Linked DNA regions of Gossypium raimondii: region 2 is linked to region 1. A link is a contact called in public Hi-C data. All regions are on one chromosome and are shown on one strand. The core of a region is the stretch at or near the end of the contact, and the rest is flanking DNA. Distances in the headings are between cores, read along the strand shown. Region 1 holds the start of LOC105790665 (transcription factor UNE12). Region 2 holds the start of LOC105790673 (protein LONGIFOLIA 1).

Region 1 (5,578 bases), core at 505-3,004:
CTTTCCCGCCAACCCATAACAAGGAAAGAACGGTGAATGGAGAAAAATCACTTAGTCCATAATTGTTTCGATTTTATATAAAAGCAAGTTTTTGGAATCAAAGCATACAGCAATGGACAAACAACAGAAATCTTGCCAGATTTGGACTTTTAGAGTCTTAAACTTTTGCAGAACACTTCCCATACAATTTGTTGAATAACCTGACGGCATAAATAACCAAATACAAAAGCAATTACTCAAGTTGATAGAATGTCTTGACCACGGCTGAGACAGTGATACTTTAAAAACTATAGTAAATCAACAAATGAGAACACAGATCCATCTTTCTTCTGTCATAATTTTAACTTTCATACATATTTTATGATAATACCAAGAGAATGTTCTGAAATTTGACATCTTCCACCAATAACTCGACTCATATGATGTTGACAATTTTTGGAAGCTATGAACATGAAACCTACTAGACATTAAACCAGTTTCTCCTGGTAGATGGGGCCATTAAACAAAGACCGGTTTACTTAACTACAAATCAAGGAATCAACTACTAGTAATTTTACAGAAGATTTTATAGATTTTTATTTCACTACTATGACCCTAGCTTTCAAGTTCCAAATACATGCCCTTTAATTCTTGAAAAAAAAATTAACTTGTGAAGCACAACTCTTGTTTAATTTTGGATTCAGGTTTACAGCAAATCAGCAGTTGAATGGTCTTCAATGATTGAATAATCTTACTCTGCCAGTTAGTTTATGACTTAAGCAACTCTAAGACATTGATGTACTGTATCCTTTGTCAAATATCAAAACTTGGCATCCCACAATAGTAACTCCCACCAAACCCTGTCATGTTTTCCCTTGTCTTCTCTGCTATCAGACAGAAACAGGCATGGGATGGTAACATGATAAAAGATCAAACAGACAAATATGCTGTCACCCCAAGTTTGACAATCTAAAACTTAAAATAATCCAAAAAGGACAAATGAACATACTCCATTTACAGAGGAGAAAATTGACAATTATTAAAGATAATTATATTTAGTTATCAGCACCATAAAACCTAGCTTCTAAGTCAAGCTCCTGAAAGGAAATTCATATATAAAAAGGGGGAAAAAACTTTTAGAGGGAAAAAGAATTTTTTAAGTGATAAAGTACTATTTTTCTTACATTTTTTACAGAAGAAGCCCGGTCATCAACGACCCCGTTCCGAAACCGCTTCCCACTACCGGAAGCTTCCTCGGGTTTCAAAAACCCGCCTTGCCCTTGCTCCAAGCTCAAGCCCAAGGGGAAAACCTGCCCATGAAACGCACCGCCTCCACCGCCGCCGATTCCGCCGATATGAGCGGCGCCATCACCGGAGCTGAGCTGCAAAAACATTGGAGCTCCAGCTCCAGGAGCGGTTGCAGCCAATCCAGCGTCGGATCCAGCTAAGCCCGTTTCAGAGGGCGCAAAGTTAGGGAGGCCGAGGATTTGCTCGAGGAAATCATCGGCGGCGGGGGCCTCGTTGGTGTTATTAGCCATGAGAAAGCCGAAAAAAAGATAGCAGCGGAAAGTGAGTCCAAGTAGCGGCGTTAGAGACTAACCAAAGAGCATCTACATGCAAAGGAAATGGTGAAACTGAATTGAACCAAAAAAAATATAATATAAAAGCAAAATAGAAAGTTTGGAGTTTTGGCTTTCCTCTTCCTTTTTTTCTTCAGCTCTGGGAGAGAATCAGAAAAAGACAAATATATACAAAGAAAAAGAGGGAAGGAAAAAGGAGAGTGCTTTTATATTATTTTTCTTTTCCTCTCTTTGAATCGTGGTTAAAAGCATAACGCTTTCTGTAATAGGGCTTCGAGTTTCACCCAAATTACGTGGCAACCCTTTTTCCTCTCTCTGGTAAATCAAAGACTTTAACTGAGATTGGATAGACGTGCGACATATTTAACTTATTTTTTTTGTCTCACGCTATAGTATCGTTATGGTATTTAATTTCACTATCACTGCTGCTTTTACACTAAATACAGGTAAACTATCGCTCATCCAAACTTACCCTACATAACATATCATGATGTCTTGTTTGAATTTTGAATTTTGAATTTTTTTATCATTCTAAGATTTTAAAATAAAAAATGTCTTTAAAATATTTTATATTTTAAATATTAATATAAATAAAATATTAAAAATTAAAACAATTTTATGAACGAAATTCTTGAAAAATAAAAGAAATTTAATTTTAGTTTATTTATCTATTAGCACAATTTTATCCAATGTAGAACTATTTATTGTATCACCAAAAAGGGTGTAGTTTTTGTTTTTTAACTTTAAATAGTATCCATCATGGGATTTAAAATTAGATAAAATTGGTGGTTTTAAAATTAATTCAACAATCGATTTGTAGTATATTTATTGGAATAGAGTGGTTTTGAAGAGAGAGAGAAAACATATCACGCGTTTTCATCCTATGGTCAAATTCTCCAACGATCGAATTTTCAATGTCCATAAAAAAACAGTTAATTTTATTTCTATATAAACCCAAATCTTTGCCTTTTTTCTAGCTAAAACAATTAATAAATTAAACTCTTAAATTACTTTGCATATAAATATTTTAAATACATCATTTAAAAATAATAATTGAAATAATCAATAAAATAATATCTACTTATTTCTTGGATCCTAGATCAGCTTCTAACATATTAAATATCATAAAATCATTCCCTTTAAGATATTATTCTAGAAACTAAAAAAATTAAAGCAAAAATATTATAAACACTAATAAGAATATTAATCATTAAATTTGTATAATTATTATTATTAAAATTATAAAAGAATTTCAATTTAACTAAATTAATTTTAAACCATAATCAGTTTTAAATTATTTAATAAATTTCATTTATTCATTTTTATTACCATTATCAAATTCTCAACAAAATTTTATATATAAATAAAAATAAAAATAAATGTTACATTTAATAATAATATTGTTATTACACTTTGCTTACACTTATAGAACTAAAAAATCATTAATTAAATTCTTGAAAATATTATAATTTTGAAAATAAAATTAACTTTAAATATATAAATGATACTCAATTAGAATATCAAATTCCTTTTGTATGAGTAAATCATATTTTATTAATGAATTTAAATATCTAAAATGTTTGATTTAGTCCAAATAAATTTGGTAATCATTCTTTGATTCATATAAATTATGAATCAAATATTTGAATATTGACCTTATCATGACTCTATATACATTTGTATAAAGAAAAATATATAATCTCTCAATATAAATTAATTTACATTACGGTCTCTTTGCTCTTGCTAAATTTGGGATTCAGTCACTATATTTTAAGTTGACAAAATTTTGTCGCTTTATTTTTATAATATCATTAGTTAGTACAAATAATTAACTATTCGATTAAAATGCTTCATAGATTTTTTTCCTTAAAATCACAAATTCTAACTCATCATGTTGAAATATATAATTTTGTGTTGGAATGGTATTTTAAGTGAAATTCACTTTAGCATTCTAACTGAAGTAGTTCTTGATATTAACTATTTGAACCGACAAATGATATTATAAAAGTAAGATAATTAAGTTATGTCGATTAAAATATAAGGACTAAATCTCAAATTTAAACATGATAGAGGCACAAAACTGAAAGTCGACCATTACCTTATAAAGAGTAAAATTATTCGGCTAGCAAATTAATGACATTATAAAAGTGAAGCGATCAAACTAAATTAAATTAAAGTGTAAGGACTAAATTTTAAATTTTAACATAATAGAACCACCAAAACTGAAAATAAACCATACGTTGAAATGACAAAAACAAGGACAGCTGTCGCTGCCAATAAAATCTAAACAAAAGCATTATATGAATTTGAGATTTCAAAATTCTAGTTTTAACATTTAATTTTATCATTAATTTATATTTAAATTTATTCAGGAGTTAAATTATGTGTCTAAGTTCGAAAGTTATACTAAAATTTGAGAGTTTAGATAAAAATGAGTTTTAAAAAATAAAGTATGCCCATGTGAAATATGAGTTAGACAATTGAACCCGAAATGACTCGTTTCTAAGTTTAAAATATATTATATTATGTTATTTTTATGTAATTTATAATACACAAAATTAAATCTATAGTAATATATAATATTATAATGTAGACATTAAAAATGTTAAATGACAATCTATAAAATTTTAATGAATGAAGCATATATAAATTTATTAAATGTTAAATTAAAATAATATACATATTTTTCAAAATAAAAATAAAAATAATTTGGACAAGCTTAGACAAAATTTTAGGTTAAATCAGAGTTGGATAAATATAAAATGCGTTAATTCATATTTAGCTCGAGCCAAATTGGATCTGACCTAACCCATGGTCAACTCTATTTACAATCTCATTCAATTTTTTTATATTAATGTTAATTTGTTTAGATTAAAGAAAATTATTTTTTGATTTGAGAAAATAAAAAAAAAAACATGACATGTCTAATCCTTTTTGAATTTCGAACCATTTAACACATTCACTCTTATACCAAGTATAAAAATTCTATATAGAAAATATATTTTGTGGGAGGAAACACGGGGTTCTAGGGAGCGCTCCTTACTCCTTACAAACAGCTTTCCATGAGCTCAAAGAAAAAAAATAAAGAGAAATTATATATTTTAGTATCTGAATTTTATTTCAATTTTCAAATTGGTACAGATAATCGAATTTGGATTATATCACATATTTAGATCCATTTTCTTAACACCATTAAAATAAGATGACATGAAAACTAATAAATAATAAATAAAACACAATATATTTAATCTTATTAAATGTTATTTAGGATTGAAAACTAATTTTGTATATATTCAAATTTTCTAAGGCGATAAAACCAAAAGGATTTATAGAAATTTCTAAGTAGTTACCAAATTTCCTAACAATTTATCAAAATACCAGATTTTAAAATATTTATAAAATTTCAATGTAGTTACCAAAACTTCTAATAAATTATCGAAATTTATAAGGTTATACAAGAATTTCTAAAACTTTACCAATATTTCTAAGGCTCCACCAAAGATTTCCTTAGTGTCCCAAACCCAATTAACTCAACATTTTGCCATTTCAAAATGCATATGGATTTACCAATATTTTTAAGAGTTTACCAAAGATTTCCTTAATGTGCCAAACCCGACCAACTCAACATTATGACATACCAAAATTTCTAAGGATTTACTAAAATTTGTAAAGATTTATAAAAATATTTGAGGATTTATCAAAATTTCTTAGTTTATACTAAAATATCTAAGGATTTACCATAATTTGTAAAGATCACCAAAATTCTAAGGATTTACCATAATTTATTAGGTTATACTAAAATATCTAAAGATTTAACTATAAGGTTATACTAAAATATTTAAGGATTTACCTGAATTTTTAAGGATCTACCAAATTTCAAGAGTTTACTAATATTTCTAAAGATTTCTTTGGTGTCCCAAACTCGATCAACTCAACATTTTGGATACTAATCTTTTTAAGGATTTACCAAAATTTATAAGATTTTACCAAAAATTTTAAAGATTTATCAAAAATTATAA
Region 2 (5,265 bases), core at 1,162-3,661, 140 kb after region 1:
AATCAAAATAAAATGGGGGCCAAATAAAGTCAATAAGGGCAGGGATTACGACAGTAACAAAGGGCTAATACACTGACAGAAAACAGATGATTAAATGAATGTATGAAGGAAAAAGAGGACCAAATATGTCGTTGCCTTCACTCTCTTTCCAATATGGACTGTAGTCTTTTAACTTCAAACAAAATTAACAGAGGTGGGGACATTTCCACCACTTTCCAAGACTAGCATTAATGGGATGCTCTAACCCACTTGTCAGGCAAAGTTTTACAGCGGTAAGTATATTCTTTTTCTCACTCAGGTAACTTTGGTTTGCAGTAAAAAAGGGAGGATGTTTCAATTACTTTCCCATTTGCGACATCTCCATTCTTCTTCTTTCTTTTTGGTTATTCTAAAATTATTTGCTTTTAATGTGGTCTACCAAATTAATGAAACTATATGAAATCTACACGTAGATAAAGAGATTTACGAATACTCGAAGATTTGTTCTCTTACCTTTGAAATCCATTCTTCGTTTCATCACAGGGGAAGTAGACGAATCATCTTTGTAAAAGGACGCGTCGAGTACTGAAACAGGACTCGGCTGCAACTCAGTTTGAGCTGCGTTCATCTTTGCTATGCTGTGAAGCAACTTATCACACCTTTCCAATAAGCTTCTCCCTTCCTTATATTCCTCCACCTTCGATTTCTGTGCATGCCATTCAAATAAATTAAGGTGATTAACTAACCATTTAGTTAAATAATTGAGCAATTTTACCTCAGCATCAGTTTGAGAAGATGAGCTGGAGCTACTTTCAGAAACAGTTGATGTTTCATCCTCCGCTGGGATAAATACTTTCTCAGCCGTTGATTTCCTGTTTCCCGCTGATCTATTCGCCTGATCTAGTTCGGTTCTTCTCACATTAACTCTAGCAGACTGAACCGGAGACATTCTTCTCTGTTCAACATTGCCATTCCCTCTCTGCGTTTCAATCCTCAAAGGCCTTCTGCTTGGACTCCTGATGCCACTTATTCTGCTTTGGTTCCGTAAGTTCCTTCCAGTATCCGGTGGATCACGTCTTGGACTCGGCGGCGGCGGCTCCAGTTTCGAGTTCCGGCGAGCTCCATTTTTTGATCTGTAAGCCGGAGGAGGTGAATCGTTGCTGCTTCTCCTGATTGGTGATGATCTTTCCGGTCTAATAACAACAATTGGAGATTGTTCATAAACAAAGCTCCTTTTATTCCTTTGGTGTGGAGGTTTCGTAGTATGTAAAAGGCCTTTAAGTTGCAAAGCTTCGAGGATTCGCTTAAGATTCTCGAGATCTTTCGACGGCTCGTCAATTCCTCGGAGCTTAAGCTCTTTCTCAATCTCTCCATTGATGGAAACTGTTTGCTTTGTCTTTGGAAAGAAATCAACTGAATTGTAAAAACGTTTAGTTTGAACCGTTCCTCGAACCGGAGTTTTAACTGGTTCACGTCTCACAGTGCTTGAGCCTTCAGTTCCATTTCTTATTACTTCATCTAGCTCGGCACCATTTTTAGTTACCACATTGCTCGAAATCCCCCCATTTAAATGGATATTAATTCTATCTATAAAACGATACTGAAATAGATCTCTGCCTCTTGCTTCCGACGCGGATCTTCGGAGCTCCGCTCTTTTATTCGGTTCGGGATCTGAATCCGGTAACGGCGCCTCAAGTCCCATGAGCCTTGCGACTACGCTAGGTGAACGTCGTTGTTTGTCGATACCACCCACTCCGTCTTCTTCTCTATTGCTTTCGCATTGGTTGGAAGGTAGAATGGCGGTATTCGTACGGATCTCTCGTGGCTTAAGGCTTCCAGTTGCATTGACCACGGCTCTGCTATCTAGAGAAAGCCTTGGAGCTTCTTTGGAGAATTTCCATGGCGAACTTGCGCCGTCTTCGTTGAATTCGAAAATTGGACGGCCGCGAGGTGACTTGTTCTGGCTCCCCATCGCAATGGAAGGTTCCGGTGACGGCAGCTTCTCTATTATTTTAGATATTGCTAGTGGTGACTCAACGTTCTTCTCTTGCTCCGATGTCATTTCTCTGGACTGAGAAAAAAAACCGTAAAATTACATTTCAGTAGAAGTCCACATGCACATCATAAATGGGGGGAAAAAAAGGAAACCAACCGTCGTGGAAGGGAGGCGCTTAACAGTGTAAAGGCGTTTGCCGGCAAGAATGTGGTGACAATCAAAGATCTGAAAAAAACCAGCCATGCAACCCTTTTGTTTCTCATCTATTTTCTTCTCAACATTTTGCTCTTGCACTATCCCCGCCATCATTCAAAAAAATAAAAAAATCTCCGTTGGAACTCAACAATAATACCTCTTTGAATTACTATGATTCCATTTCTCTCTTCATCTTTTGCAAGTTTCTTGCTGTCACTGTGTGGCTGAGTTTAACCGCAACACAACAGTGCAGCCTTTATATTCGTACTTCAGTCTCCCGCTTTTATGGTCTTTAAAAGGGTGGACCACGTTAAGGAACAAAAAGAGCAGTGGTGTGGGGACACATGGCTTCTCTCGTCACTTGTACGCAACTTGACCTTTACTATAAATTCGATGACGTAAAATTTTTATTTTTCAAATAAAATACAATATTAAATGGGTGTATGATAAGAAAATATAAATATTTAAATCTTTGTTTTTGAATGTACAAACTATTTAATCTAAAACTTATAAACCAAGAAAACAAAAATATAAAAAGTTTGTTGGCACTGACACTGGAACCCGCAGCTTGGCCAATGCTTTCTCCTAACATTTGCTCCCTTATTTTTCGTGCCTTTGGACGACTGACCACCCCCTTCATTGCCTCCATTTTATGTCGATTATACGATTTAAAAACGTTAATAACCATAAAATCATTATTTCCCTTTGAAGGCGCATATGAATCATTTAAAAGCAAGATGAATATGGAAGCCATTAACGTGAATCACGAGAACGTACATTGTAATGACACCTGTAATGTGCACATTTAACTTACCATGTAGATAAAAAAAATATTTATGTGCTATATTTGTTAAAAATTAAAAGTGCAGTCCGTGAGTAGTGGGAAACCAAAAATAAATAAATGTCCAGTTTTCCAGTTTTCAGAATCCAAGCATAACCTTGAGTAGACCAAAAATAAATAAAGATTAAAGAATAAAACATTCGCCACTAGCCACTAGCCACCACCAGCCGGCTTGCCACAATGGGTGGCCGAGCTGATCCAAAACTTCCAGTATAAGTGGCTGCAGCACTACTAGACGTACAAGAAGTTGGCAGTTTGCAGTTGAGGTATATGGACTTTAATGACCTGGCACGTGGCGAACGTATGAACTGATTGGTTGCACCTTGTTAGAGGATGGATACAGTTACTACAGTTCCAAAAGGAATCAAAGTGGATGGCCAGCTGCCACCTTTGAAAATGAAGGGCGTTAAGGAATCTGTTTCCTCCATTGGTTGTTGCACTTGCACCCTTTATTTTATGCCACTTAAAGATTCCTTTTCTTTTTTTTTTTTTTTAAAGAAGAAAATTTAAGAACTTACTTTAAACTTAAGATTCTATCTTATCGAATTTGAGTTTTAACAGTAACGAAATCATTAATGCCTCAATCAACAACTAGTTGATTTTCATGAAATTTTATTACTACCTTACGTGTTTTTTTCTTTAAATAAAGTTTAGTAAAGAAATTTTTAAAATGTCATCTATTTCGTAATCGATTGAATTTTCAATAATGAAAGGTCTTGTTCTTATGTAGAGATTTTATCCCCCACTTCCGTCAAGAGCTATAAACGGTTTGGGGAGAGAGACACCTCCTTTGATAGTGATACAAGAATACGACCTACAAAATTGAAGGGAGAGATATTAATATACTTGAATTAGGTGACCTCTGAAATATTTCTTTAGGTTTTATAAGTGATATGTTTATGTAAGAAAAATAAAAAGATATTACTCAAAGGAGAAAGATACATAAGTGAATGAATTGACGCTTTTCTTTGCTTGTGGTAGAATATGTGACAATGTATGTTGGTCTAAATTAATAATAATCTCAATCTCGGAAATGTGAGAAAACGTTAAATACAAAATTAGAAAGAAAATTTCAAGTTTAAGTACGAAATTGGAAAAAAATATCAAGTTTAAATATCAAATATTATATTAAATATTAATTTTGTCATTTCAATCCGGAAAGAGTTTAATTCGATTTAAATAAAAAAATATTTTAAATAATTTTAATATAATCAAGATAATCATTTTTATTTCATTTTCCGAACCGTAACCAATCGATAGACTAAGATAACCAAACCATAAATATTCGACTCGGATGTCAAAATTCCAGACTAATTTTGGACTTTATTTTCACATTATAAGTTTTGTTTTATGGTTGTTGGTCCATATTTGACAGGGTTTTAAAATATTTTTCATAAATATTTAAAAATTAATTTAAGTAAATAAAAATAATGAATAAGTTTTATATTATGTATATGTTATTTTTAACAATGGTAACTCAAAATTATATTATAGACTTATTTTGGTAAAATTATTTAGATAGTAGTTAATTTGAAACGTTGTAGCATATAAATTGTATATAGAGCATGAGTAAATTTTATAAGCTAATTAACCATTGCCAGATTTGAATAACGAATATTCGTAAAATTGTTTTTCAATAATGTTTCGTAAAATCGTTATTGAACTGAAAATGAGGTGCTCTAAGTTTTTTTTTTAACACAATATTTAGAACTATCCATAATCCTTCCCCAACTTATAAATACGAGGACAATACGTTTCAACGTACTCTAACCTATATCCTCTTATATTGACAACAATACCTATACCGATCGAGTTAAGGCCGAACCGACAAATCAAATTTAATGGACTCCTATTTTAGGTTTAAATGCTTTTTATTAATCTTGTTTATGGGCATATCAATAACGAAATCATTTATTTATTTGGATGGAATTTGAATGCTTAGCAAACATCAGGATGTAATGTTTCATTGTTGGGTCAATGCTATCTATTAAAGGCCAGCTTACAAAAAGCAGCCCAACAATAAGCCCTAAGATTGACATTTTAATAAATAGATTTTTTAGTATCCCAAGTCCAAATTAAATTTAGAGGTGGGAAATCTTTGTCTACAATAATAAATTTATTACTAGAATTGAGTTAGCTCCAATTAGATGGAGTTTTTTCTCTCTCTCATAATTTGATTTGATTTTAACTTTTCTAGTTAAATTTGAGTTTTGATTTTGATTTTACAAAATCTGCTTTGTTTTATTGGTTTTGA

The links. A called contact is a pair of places that touch in the nucleus more often than the background predicts.
Region 2: a contact with region 1 is called in a Hi-C map of leaf, with 2.1 times the contacts expected there. The contact joins the promoter of LOC105790673 here to the promoter of LOC105790665 in region 1. A contact is called at or near these places in 2 of 2 Hi-C or Micro-C datasets (both in leaf).

The regions. Positions count from the first base shown.
Region 1 is chr8:8,516,212-8,521,789 of ASM2569854v1, forward strand. It overlaps LOC105790665 (transcription factor UNE12), which reads right to left and starts at 1,755. Exons shown (of 6, transcript XM_012618376.2): 1 at 1,164-1,755. The coding sequence starts at 1,517.
Region 2 is chr8:8,651,105-8,656,369 of ASM2569854v1, forward strand. It overlaps LOC105790673 (protein LONGIFOLIA 1), which reads right to left and starts at 2,412. Exons shown (of 4, transcript XM_012618391.2): 1 at 2,132-2,412; 2 at 755-2,050; 3 at 493-685. The coding sequence starts at 2,284.